Regions from separate parts of the Mus musculus genome. Here regions 1 and 3 are each linked to region 2. The links are chromatin contacts, called in public HiChIP or PLAC-seq and promoter capture Hi-C maps. All regions are on one chromosome and are shown on one strand. The core of a region is the stretch at or near the end of the contact, and the rest is flanking DNA. Distances in the headings are between cores, read along the strand shown.

Region 1 (3,958 bases), core at 127-2,626, 400 kb after region 2:
GGCCCAATGATATAGGCGTGGCATAAATGCAACGCAACATCCAGCAGATCCAGGAATTCAATTCAAAAGAGTGGAGGAGATCTGACCCAAAAGGAGCCCCAACACATTCAACCTTGGCATCAGAACCCAAGAAGGGGATCTGTGGCTCTTCTAATGGTGTCTCGCTCACAAGAGAACAGAATCAAATGGAAAGACTGGGTCAGAGATGGCCAGTTTGGGGAGAGAGATTTTAGCTTTTTCCAAGAGGCCATATTATTTTTGGCAAAATCCTGTCAACAAGAAAGGGAGTCAACAGAGAACTGAGCATGGGGTTGGCAAAGCTAGAAGAAAGAAAAAGCCTGTCAGTTGACTGAGGAATTTTTTTTGTGGGGGGGGGGGCAGGGTAAGTGTGAAGGGAACAGATAGGGTTGAAAACATAAAAGCCAGTCTTTTAATTAAGCTGAATGCAGACTCTACAGCAATTTGAGAAATGAAATAACCACAGGTTCAAATCACTTCCTGGCTCTTTTTTTCCCCAAAAGTACTCACTCGGAATGATTGCGAACGGAAATGCTTAAGAAGCTGGGCATTAGCTGGGTGTGGTGGCACGCACGCCTTTAATCCCAGAACTTGGGAGGCCAGCCTGGTCTACAAAGTGAGTTCCAGGACAGCCAGGGCTATCCAGAGAAACCCTGTCTCAAACAACAGAAGAAGAAGAAGAAGAAGAAGAAGAAGAAGAAGAAGGAGGAGGAGGAGGAGGAGGAGGAGGAGGAGGAGGAGGAGGAGGAGGAGGAGGAGGAGGAGGAGGAGGAGAAGAAGAAGAAGAAGAAGAAGAAGAAGAAGAAGAAGAAGAAGAAGAAGAAGAAGAAGAAGAAGAAGAAGAAGAAGAAGAAAAGAAGAAGAAGAAGAAGAAGAAGAAGAAGAAGAAGAAGAAGAAGAAGAAGAAGAAGAAGAAGAAAAAAAGAAGAAGAAGAAGAAGAAGAAGAAGAAGAAGAAGAAGAAGAAGAAGAAGAAGAAGAAGAAGAAGAAGAAGAAGAAGAAGAAGAAGAAGCAGAAGCAGAAGCAGAAGCAGAAGCAGAAGCAGAAGCAGAAGCATCGCTTCTCGGCCTTTTGGCTAAGATCAAGTGCAGAAGCAGAAGCAGAAGCAGAAGCAGCAGCAGCAGCAGCTGGGCATCATGGTGCATGCATGTCTGTAATCTCACCATCTGGGAGGATGAAGGAGAATCCTGAGCTTGGGGCCAGCCTGGCTGCGTAATGACACCATGTCCCAAATCAATAACAACTACAAAACCAAAAGACTTTCACAGCAAAGGATATGCTAAGGATGGAGCACAGCTGCAGCCCCCTGGAGACACTCAGCTATCCCTACTCGCAGCTGAGGGCAACCCCGCCCACAGTGTGTGAACGCCAGGTCTTTGAGGTCTTGCCAGGCCTGGACACTCGAGCTGACGAAGCAAACAGCCCCTTGGTTATTGCAAATTCTTTCTTATTTTACTTGGCATTTTCTTAGTCAGTGGATCAACCACATTTCTTTTATTTACTGATATTTCTCTTGTGTGATATTTCTCTTGTGTGATATTTGTCTTGTGTGGTTTTCTAATTGAGCAGTGGAGTTCCCTACTCCCAAAAAGTTGTTATGACTTTATTAACCATACTAACCATTATTCCTGCTTCATGTAAGGTCTGTCAGATGGTTCTGAGCCAGAAGGCTGAAGACAGCTGCTCCAACATTATAAGAAATATAGGGGACTGTCCAGGTACCAGCTGTCTCTGCAAATTGGTTAAGTTTTGGAAGCTATGTTTTTGTGCTTCCTATACATTCAGATAATATGTAATTCATTCTTGGATCTCTGATAGGGTTGAAGACTAGTTATAGTTTCATAATCAAACTTCAGTTGTTTTGTATTGAGGAAGATAATGTAGATTTGAAAGGACTGTTTCCAGATGGTAATCTAAGGTAAAATCAAAACATAATTCAGGTATAGAGTTGCAAACTCTCTAAGTTAGGACTGATGTTAGAATAATGTAGCTAAATTGACAAGATTGATGGAATGGACTTTATTATCTTGATACTTTCCAAACAGACTCTCCTCGGAGCTTCTTGCATAAGGCCTCCCAATCACTTGCTGTTGTATCTAGAGATATTGCTCACAATTGCAAAAATACCCAACAGTGACTCTACAAATACATTTTTGTAATTTAAAATGTCCTAGTTCCAGGGTAAAGGCAAAAAGAAAAAATTTATTTTATAAAACTTAGGCCTATACACTGGCTGCCATTATACAATTGGAAAGCGGCAGAAAAATTAAGACAGTGTTTAAATATTGCCCTGATGAGGCATGAATTGGATGTTGCCGGTTAGGTTTCGTACTGTTTGGCCTTCCGTATGCCAATGGGGGCCTTGATGGAAAAGCTTGGCCTCTCTAAGTGAAGACTTTGGCGGAAGGAAAGATTTAACTACAGTTCAGCTTTCACGCAGATGGGAATTTAGAGGTTTTTATTTATTTTCATTTTTTCCGTGTTGTGTGCATTCATCCATGTGGTGTATCGATATTCATGTGTAGTGTGTGTGTGTGACAGGCTTGTGGAGACCTGAGGGTGACATCTTGGATCAGAGTTCGCTGACACCAGCTAGTATAGCTTGCTATCTTGCCCCAGGGATCCCTTGTTTCCAACTTCCAAGTCCTGAATCACAGGCTTTGACACCCACACAGCATTTCTGTGAATTCTGGGAACGCCAAGATCTGAACTCTGATCATAATGTTTGTGTGGCAAGTGCTCTAACCACTGAGCCATCTCTCCAGTTCATTATTTATACGCTTATTCCTGTGTACATATGTGAGCGTATCTACACCATGGCAAGCCTGTGGAGGTCAGAGGACACTCCCTGGAATCATATTTCTTCTTAAGTTCCTTTTCTGATAAGCCGTCTCACCCGCCCTGTTTGGTTTTTTTTTGTTTAAGACAGGGTCATAAGCAATCCAGGTCCAGCTGGTACTCAGGATGTTTTGGCATTTTTAACTGTAGTTCTAGCTTTTTTAATTTAGCATATTTCTGGTTATTTGTCCTAGTTGGCTTTTTTTCTTTTCTTTTTTTCTTTTCTTTTGTAAAGAATCATTTATTTATTTTATGTATATGAATACACTATAGCTGTCTTCAGACACACCAGAAGAGGGCATCTGAGCCCATTACGATGGTTGCGAGCCACCATGTGGTTGCTGGGAATTGAACTCAGGACCTCTGGAAGAGCAGTCGATGCTCCTAACTGCTGAGCCATCTCTCAAGCCCCCCACTCCCCTGTTGACGTTCTGTAAGAAAAAAAAAAAAAAACACCCAGAGAGGAAAGGGTTTATCTCATCTTATTCCTTACAGTAGGTCATGAAGGGAGGTCAGGACAAGAACTCAAGGTAGAAACCTGAAGCAAGAGGCCATGGAGGAACACATTTTATTGGCTTGCTACTCAAGCTTGCTTGATCAGCGTGTTTTATTATACAGCCAGGGAGGACTGACTGTCCGGGAGGGGGACCACCCGCAGTGGCTCTCCCACTTCAATCATTAATCAAGTAAATACCCCCCAACACACAGACTTGCCTACAGGCCAATCCTGCGGGGACATTTTCTCAAGCGAGGTTACCTCTTCTCAACTGTTGTCTAACTTGTGTCAAGCTGACCAAAAAAACAAACAAATAAACAAAAAGAAAACAAACTAACACAGTCTTGATACCAGGCTTGGGGTCACCCTTTTGTTCACAAAGATGAAAGAAATGAAAAAATAGCATTTAAGCTGGGCGTGGTGGCGCACGCCTTTAATCCCAGCACTCGGGAGGCAGAGGCAGGCAGATTTCTGAGTTTGAGGCCAGCCTGGTCTACAAAGTGAGTTTCGGGACAGCCAGGGCTACACAGAGAAACCCTGTCTCAAAAAACAAACAAACAAACAAACAAAAAACAAAAAAACAAGCAAACAAAAAAAGAATAGCAT
Region 2 (3,833 bases), core at 323-2,822:
ACCTTCTCCTGCAGTCTCCCTGGGTACAAACCAGGCCTCAGGTTCAAAGAAAGCTCTTGCCAAAGGCAGCATTTTTCACACTAGGGGGCTATTTTCTTTTCTTTCTTTTTTTCCATCCATCCATCCATCCATCCATCCATTCGTTCATTCTTTCTTATTTATTTATTTATTTATTTATTGCCCAGTTTCCGTTCTCTCAAGGTCACTAGGCAGATAGGCTTGGGAGAATCCAAGGGCTCTACTAACTGGCTCACTGGGGCAGTGTCTACCCTATTGTAGTTATGAGGACACCACACCAGGCCTGGGGTCCAAGCGTTTTGGAGGAGAATTACTGGTTTCTCTTAAAGACTGGGGATTGAGGTCCAAGAGTGAGGGCTTGTGGAGCCAACTGGTTGCCCTTAAACTGGGTAGGTCATAGTTGAGAAAGGAAGTTGGGGGCAGAGTCTAAACTACCCTTGTGGGTCACACTTCAGGGCACAAATAGATGGCAGTGCTTTGAAGCAGGCACAATCAACCATGCAAAGACAATGTCTCCACCATGGCATGCCAACATAGACATTCACCTTGGGTCCCAGTGCCTGGATTCCCTGGACACATGCATACAAGGGCTGGTTTTAACCCATACACTCCATGTCCGCACTGTGAGCCCATATGGGCTGAAGATCTCAAGGCAAGAGTCGGGCAGGATGAGCTCTGGGCCCTTTTAGCCTTTGGGTCTTCACCCAGAAACCCCAGGAAAAGAGACAGTGAGAAGGGTGGGGGCAGGAAGGAGATGTAAGGAGAGACTCCCCTCCCAGACAACAACCACCAGGCGTGAGAGGGGGGTGTGTCTGTGAGGTTATGCAGGGGAGATGGTGTCTCCGCGGGAAATGGGATGGAAGATTGTAGCCAAGTTCAGCCCTGCTGGTGTGGGTCCGTGTAAGCGCGTGTGCCTGGATAATGTATGCTCGGATCGCAGAGCTTACCTGGCATTGTGACAAGGAGAAGAGGAATGGGAAGGTGGAGGGTGAGAGGTGGAAGGACAGACAGACAGACAGAGGGAGGCAAGCGAGGTAGGTGCGGAAAGAAGGCTAGGCTAACACCCGCTGGCTTGTCTGTCTGTCTCGCACTCCTTCTCTGTCTGGCGCACTCGCGGGTCGCGCTTCGTCCCCTCCCCCCGTCGCGCCTGAATCCGACTGGAGCCGGGCCTCCACCCTGCACCTTCTTCTAACCCTCAGCCAACTTGCTGGGTGCATGCCAGTCCTAAAGCGGGCAGTCTGTCTGTCCACGTCCCCCACGACGCACAAAGTTGGGACGCTTAGTCCTGGGGGCGGGGCGGACGCGCGGAGCCCCCTGGCATGCAGTGTTCTTCGTGTCCCGGACCCCGCACCTTGGCTCTGCCACCCTTACCTTCCTAAGGAGCCAAGGACCAAAGAGCAAGAGGAGCCATTCCGGGAGCAGCCGCATCTTCCCGAGCGGTCGAGCGGGTCGGGCAGGGCGGGTCCCGAGTCCGGCAGGACTGGGCTCAGGGTGAGGGACGCCGGGCAGAGGGCGGCGGCGCGAGCAGCGGGAGCGGGCGGCTCGGCCCGCGGACTGAGCGCGGAGCGGAGCAAGGCGCTGGGGGCGGGGCGCGGGCGGGGGAGAAAGTTGGGTCTGAGTCGGGCGGGCGGGGTGGGGGGGCGGGGCTCCGCGGTGCTCCAATCCCGGCCGCGCCCCGCGCGCCCCCTCCCGCCCAGCTGGGGGCAAGGAAGGTGACTTTCACCGTGACACACCCTGGACACACCCCTGGCTCAGGTGTGAAGCTGGAGAGGGGCAAGGGGTTTGGGGAGCAGCACCCCAAAGACGCCAGGTCTTGGGGCAGATGAGGGCTACAATAGGGCGTGGGACTCTAGGCCCTGAACTGTGAGCGGGAAGGGGTCGTCGCGGAGCATGAGTTCCCATACACAGGCTAGGGAACGCAGCAGGACCCTGTCCTGTGATGCCCGAGGTGGATGGGTGGGGGGTGTTTCTATAATCCTGGCAGAGGTAGGTCTAGGGCAGTGATCCGGACAGGGACCGAGGTGAGGGCGGGCGGGGCCTCGGGCGACTAGCACTGAGCGCGGCGCTGACGGGGATGGATGGGCGCCCCGCGGCTCATTCGGCCTGGAGATGAGAATCATTGATCACGGACGGAAACCCCATCACGTCTGTCAATAGGGCTGACAAACGGCGCCCGCCGCCCTGTCCCCGCCCCGCGGCACCTCTGCGGCCCCCGGACCCCTTGGCTAAACCGGCTCTTTTAAGTTAGCCCCTGATCCGCACTGTTGACCCTGGCCTGATCCAGAGCACCCTTGTTTGGTGCTAGGCAGGAAGTCCTCAGTGCCTTCTGCCCCTCTTGGTACGAGCCCTGTGCTTTCTCTCCCACAATCCCATCTTCCACTCTCAGCTCTTCTCATCCCGTCCCCTTCCCTGTCTATCTCTGTCCTTGTCTCTCTCTGTCCCCAGCTCCAGCACGGTCTCTGTTCTCATCCTCAGGGCTGTTTCTTCGTGTTTCCTCCTCCCACTGGTCTTTCTCTCTCTCCCCTACCCAGGGAGTCTTCAGCTGTCAGCTGTTGCTATGCGCTGTGTCTGAGGCTGAGTAGGTAGTATGACCAACACCTAGACAGCAAGAGATAGGACCATGCAAAGAGATGAAGAGACAGACACACATCCCAAGGTGTGTCTCCAGTCTTACCCCACTGTAATAGTACCCTGCTACACTGTAGCAGTGAGGCCACTTCACATACAGACCAGCATACACAGAGGCACATAAGCACACAGAGACGGACACACATGATTTATACACACAGTAGCATACAGTGATATACAGAAACAGCTAGGTACCCAAAGTACCTCTTGCCTTGACAGAGGCAAATACCCACAGGGACACACACACACACACACACACACACACACACACACACACACAGGCAATCTGAAAGACAAGCCTAGGGATATGAAAATAACAGACACACAGGAAGTGACAGACACTGAAAAGAGGGTCAGGGAAAGGACAGGGGTGTACTTGGTGACACTCAAGGAGACAAAAACCAGGGAGCAGCGATTTGGGGTGCAGTCAGGGCTGAACGAATAAAGGCAGGATGAGACAAAGTGTCAGGGACAAGGCCAAATGGCTGGCCAGGGCTGACCCTAAGCAAAGGAGCTGCTTTAGTTCTGGGTGAAGGCAAAGGGTGGTCACACATCCTGGGTGCCTAGAAGCCCACGGCCAAAGTATCTATCTGTAGGAGACCTGACCCTCCCCATCACCATCGTTTTAGCTAATCTCAGGCCGTCCAATTCTCTCAGAGATTACAAGTGCATGCACACATACACACATGTGCACAGTACTTATCTCTGGGTCTTTGCCTCTGTCCCTGACTCTTTCCATCTAAGAATATCTGCTTTTCAATCTGATCTGAATCAGTCAGTGTCCTTTTTGGTTTTTGAGACTCCCTTGCATTTGGCTTGGTTGAAGATAGTGCACCCTTCTGGTCCTGGCCAGAGAGGGAGGGTGCTAACGAAGGGGTAGGCTTTCTAAAGCAGCAGTTGGGGGCCTGTCTTGTTCTACCCGAGATCTTGAGGTGACAGGCAGAGAATCAGTGGCTCCGGGGGGGGGGGGGGCTACAGATGCAGGCTGGCAGAAGGAAGGGGTGGAGAGGGTGGGATTACTGGTGGTGGGGAATGAGCAGACTCTGGGGGAGGGAAGGAAGATGGCTGACAGAGGGTAGAAGGGTCAGCGCAAAATAGCCCCAGGGAAGGAAGTGAGAGGCTGGGCTAGGGTCCTCGGCAGCAGGTGCATAATTAGTGTGGGGAGCTTTAGGATAAGCAGTGTTACA
Region 3 (3,898 bases), core at 895-3,394, 440 kb before region 2:
CCTCTAGTCCCTGCCCGTGTCTACACTTCTGACCCCATCCTCTGCACCCACATCTAGTTCTGCAGCCCCTGAACTCAGTGTCCCTACTGACTCCCCCAATCCCTACTCTCATTCTCACCTATGAATGGCAGGTTCCTCCAAGAGCCCTTCATCACTGATCCCTAAGCCCCTCCCCCAACCGCTATCCCTGTTCTGCTGACTTCTAAGTCCCAGGGTCCCGATCCCAGCCTCTTGCCCCCTTTCCTACTGTCCACACAAATTCTGACACCCCTTTCCCCACTGAGAGCACGTTTCTCTCTGGTCACAGTCCCTGCCCCCCTGCCCTGTCCTCCTCCGGGTGCTTGGACCCAGGTTCCAGACCTGCCTATTCTCACGGCTCTTGGCTTCCGCTCCACTCTGCTCCGGGGCCACTGACTTCAGTTCTGCTTTCTCTCCCCATCTGTCTGTCCTGCTTTGTCTCTGGCACTCTCTGTCACTGTCTGTCTGTCTCTCTCTCCATCTGCCTCCTTCTCTTCTTGGTCTCTCTCTCTTTCTGTTTGCTCTTCATTCTGTCTCTATCTTCTTCGCTTCGGGAAACCAGCCAAGCGCAAAATGTGGAAACTAAAATCCTTTGGTAGTTTAAGAAATATTTATAAAGCAGGTAACAAGTGGGAGCCGGGAGGGGTGCTCAGCTGGGGTGCAGAGGGGTGGGGGGCCCTGCCTCTCCCTGCATGTGCTCGGGCTTCCTGCTATTTCCCACCCTCTGCTCCCCCTTCCTTCTACTGTCCCCCTCCTAAGGGCTCCAAGGACATCAGGGAGGAAGGGTTTGGGGGAAGGCCTCCTGCTTGAACTCTGCCCCTCATGACCTCTCCATCCACCCACTCAGAGGAAAACTTTGAGTTCCTGATCGTGTCCAGCACTGGTCAGACGTGGCACTTTGAGGCAGCCAGCTTTGAGGAGCGGGATGCTTGGGTTCAGGCCATTGAGAGTCAGATCCTGGCCAGTCTGCAGTGCTGTGAGAGCAGCAAGGTCAAGGTAACCGATTTGATGCTATGGATGGAGGCTAGCAGGAGAGGCTGGGGGGAGGGTCAGAGGTACGCTGTGCCAGAGCTAACTTCAACTCCTCTGCAGCTGCGCACTGACAGCCAAAGCGAAGCTGTGGCCATCCAGGCGATCCGCAACGCAAAGGGAAACTCGACCTGTGTGGACTGTGGAGCTCCCAGTAAGTGCAAGGGCACCGCTGAGGGAATTGGAGGGTGGGGTCCCAGAGTACGGAGTTAGCTGCAGTTCGTTGAATGGTGGGGTGTTTGTCTTACTGTTGCATCCTGTCTCAGACCCCACGTGGGCCAGTTTGAATCTGGGCGCACTCATCTGCATCGAGTGTTCTGGCATCCACCGGAACCTGGGCACACACCTGTCCCGAGTGCGTTCACTGGATTTGGATGACTGGCCGCGGGAGCTGACCCTGGTGCTGACGGCCATTGGCAACGACACAGCCAACCGCGTGTGGGAGAGCGACACTCGAGGCCGTGCCAAGCCTACACGGGACTCTTCGCGGTAAGGATCGAGGATCAGCGTGAGGGTGTACGATTCCTGGGAGGTCCGGATAAGAGGTCCCTTATAACTCTTTTCCTTGGTCCCTGGTGCTGCAGGGAGGAGCGTGAGTCGTGGATTCGCGCCAAGTATGAGCAGCTGCTGTTCCTGGCGCCTCTGGGCACCACGGAGGAGCCGCTGGGCCGCCAACTGTGGGCCGCTGTGGAGGCCCAGGACGTGGCCGCCGTTCTGCTGCTTCTGGCCCACGCGCGACATGGGCCGCTCGACACCAGCGTGGAGGACCCGCAGCTCCGCTCGCCGCTGCACTTGGCGGCCGAGCTCGCCCACGTTGTCATTACACAGCTGCTGTTGTGGGTACGTGAGCGGAGAGGTAGGGAAAGGGAGCCTGGAGGTGGGCTTGGAGGTGTCGGGTGGGCAACATGTGGGTGGAGGTCCCCTGGATGGTGTGTGGTCACACGACCTTTTCCTCCTGCAGTATGGCGCAGACGTGGCGGCCCGCGATGCGCAAGGCCGCACGGCACTGTTCTATGCCCGCCAGGCTGGCAGCCAGCTGTGTGCAGACATCCTTCTCCAGCACGGCTGCCCGGGAGAGGGCGGCAGCACGGCCACCACGCCCAGCGCGGCCACCACCCCCAGCATTACCGCCACGCCCAGCCCGAGGCGCCGGAGCAGTGCTGCCAGCTTGGGCCGCGTGGACACCACGATCGCGCTGGTATAGTTGCCCAGCAGCGGGAGAGACACCCCCCACCCCCGCGCGGGCCGGGCACGACTACACCGGGTGGACCGTTGGACAGATGCACCCACTCACCTCTCCAGTCCGCACCCCGCCCCACGGGAGCACTTTCTACCCCCACGAGGGCACAGCCCCGCACGCCTCCCAGGAGACACAAACTCACCTCCCTCTCCCCAGTGAGGCATGGAGACCCTAGCTCATCACGCCCCTACTTCACAGCTTTCTTACTTGGATTGCCCTGGGTCTACCTGCTGGGTGTTTGTAGGTGGGCACTCCCTTGCAGCTGTTCCGGGCTCCAAGGTGTTTGGACTTGCTGGCTTGTGCCCCCCCTAGGGGCGGGGAAAAGATCCAATCCTGCCTGCGTTCTACAATCGGGTGGCGGGAGCCGAATCCCAGGCTGGCTCCTGGGGCAACTCCACGCCAGAGGGAGGGGTTAGTACGTGGAAGACTAGCCCTGAGATTTGGGACCAACTTGGGGACCCCACCCCTTCCATGCTAATCTCACTGCCCAGTGAGGGGGGAGGGCAGCGAGGGGCAGGACCCCTGCTGCCCATGGAGGTGGAGGGGTCCCCAACCCTTTCCGTGAAAGGGACCATGAGGAGTGGAAATCAGATATCCCCCCTCTACCTATCTTATGAATGGAAGCTAAAGAGCCAGGGGGAGCCGAGAGCCTGGGTCCTTCCCCTTACGATCATGGGGTAGAGGGAGAAGGATTGGAACAGGAGGTGACTAGAGAGGGGCCTTGTAATTTATTGCTTTGTTCCCCAACATGGGGATGGGGTGGGTAGGGGCGAGGGGAGGGCATATCAGGGTAGGGGAAGCCAGGGGTGGGCAGGGGTGGGGTAGGGTGGGGGTGCTCTCGGGTTGTGTCTGTGACCGTGACTGCGTACCTGTGACTGTGCAGCGCCCGTGGTGATCTGGGGTAGGGGGCACCCCTACAACGGGACCCCTCCCCCATAATCCTTTCTGTCCAGCCCCTCTCTCCCTGGAGCAGCTCCAGGTCCGTTTTTTCTATCCTTTGCTCCCTCCCAGCCAGGGCTGAGAGGGTGTGTAGTGGTTGGGAGGACTTTAAGGTCCTGGCCCCCATCCCCAGAAAGGGAGAGGTGGTGTGGACTTATCTGGCCCAGCCCTGCCACCCTTAGTCAGCCCGGCTTTGGGCTGTCTGTGTCAGTGGTTTCCGGTCTTTTTTTTTTTTTTTTTTTTTTTTTTTCCTGGCTAAAATATTTTGCAAAAGACCAGGTAATTGGGGAGTGGAGTGAAGAGGGGGCAGGGGTTACCCCCCTCACCTCCAAAGCAGGTGGTGTGAATCTTAACAGCAATTAAAGAGCAAGTGATTTTGTCTAGGGGGTGAGATGCTGGTCTGTTATTCGACAGGCAGGTGAGGGTGTGGTCTCCATGTTGGGGATGGGAAAGGATTAAGCAGAAGTTCTGGTTTCTGGGCTGGGGCTAAGACAGCACCCATGGGCACAGAGGTAGTTCCAGCTTTGTACAACAACCCTGGGTTTATGAGGTAGGAGCAACAGTGGGAACCCAAGAGCAGATGTTAGATGCACAATTGATGCTGAGCCTGGGAAGGAGTTGGAGCCTGGTGTTTGGAGAAAGAGACAGGCCTCGGGAGTTGAGGACTGAGAA

The links. Promoter capture Hi-C pulls out the DNA fragments that hold promoters and counts their contacts. HiChIP or PLAC-seq counts read pairs in DNA pulled down with a chosen protein or histone mark.
Region 1: a promoter capture Hi-C map of the SN4741 cell line shows a contact between it and region 2, with 2.8 times the contacts expected there. The contact joins the enhancer-like site here to the promoter of Nxph4 in region 2. A contact is called at or near these places in 6 of 39 promoter capture datasets (the 3T3-L1 cell line, the SN4741 cell line, cranial neural crest and 3 more), 1 of 484 Hi-C or Micro-C datasets (nephron progenitors), 1 of 115 datasets of contacts at active chromatin or transcription factors (pancreatic cancer cells) and 1 of 9 other capture datasets (adipose tissue).
Region 3: a contact with region 2 is called in a FOXA1 HiChIP or PLAC-seq map of pancreatic cancer cells. The contact joins the enhancer-like site here to the promoter of Nxph4 in region 2. A contact is called at or near these places in 3 of 39 promoter capture datasets (embryonic stem cells, hippocampal neurons and liver), 1 of 484 Hi-C or Micro-C datasets (embryonic stem cells) and 2 of 115 datasets of contacts at active chromatin or transcription factors (embryonic stem cells and pancreatic cancer cells).

The regions. Positions count from the first base shown.
Region 1 is chr10:127,931,360-127,935,317 of GRCm38.p6, forward strand. No RefSeq gene overlaps it. Among named protein-coding and RNA genes, the nearest start is that of Gm40804, 8.1 kb to the left of the region's middle. Within about 2 kb of position 1,377, at least 3 of the 459 cell types and tissues checked have an H3K27ac peak or open chromatin away from gene starts, as enhancers often do. A contact at or near this core is called in the SN4741 cell line, where this site is marked.
Region 2 is chr10:127,532,987-127,536,819 of GRCm38.p6, forward strand. It overlaps Nxph4 (neurexophilin 4), which reads right to left and starts at 1,573. Exons shown (of 2, transcript NM_183297.2): 1 at 1,390-1,573. The coding sequence starts at 1,446.
Region 3 is chr10:127,089,562-127,093,459 of GRCm38.p6, forward strand. Agap2 (ArfGAP with GTPase domain, ankyrin repeat and PH domain 2) reads left to right here. Exons shown (of 19, transcript NM_001033263.5): 14 at 581-640; 15 at 866-1,014; 16 at 1,111-1,201; 17 at 1,314-1,536; 18 at 1,632-1,887; 19 at 2,009-3,609. The coding sequence ends at 2,251. Among named protein-coding and RNA genes, the nearest start is that of Agap2, 13 kb to the left of the region's middle. Within about 2 kb of position 2,145, at least 45 of the 459 cell types and tissues checked have an H3K27ac peak or open chromatin away from gene starts, as enhancers often do. A contact at or near this core is called in pancreatic cancer cells, where this site is marked.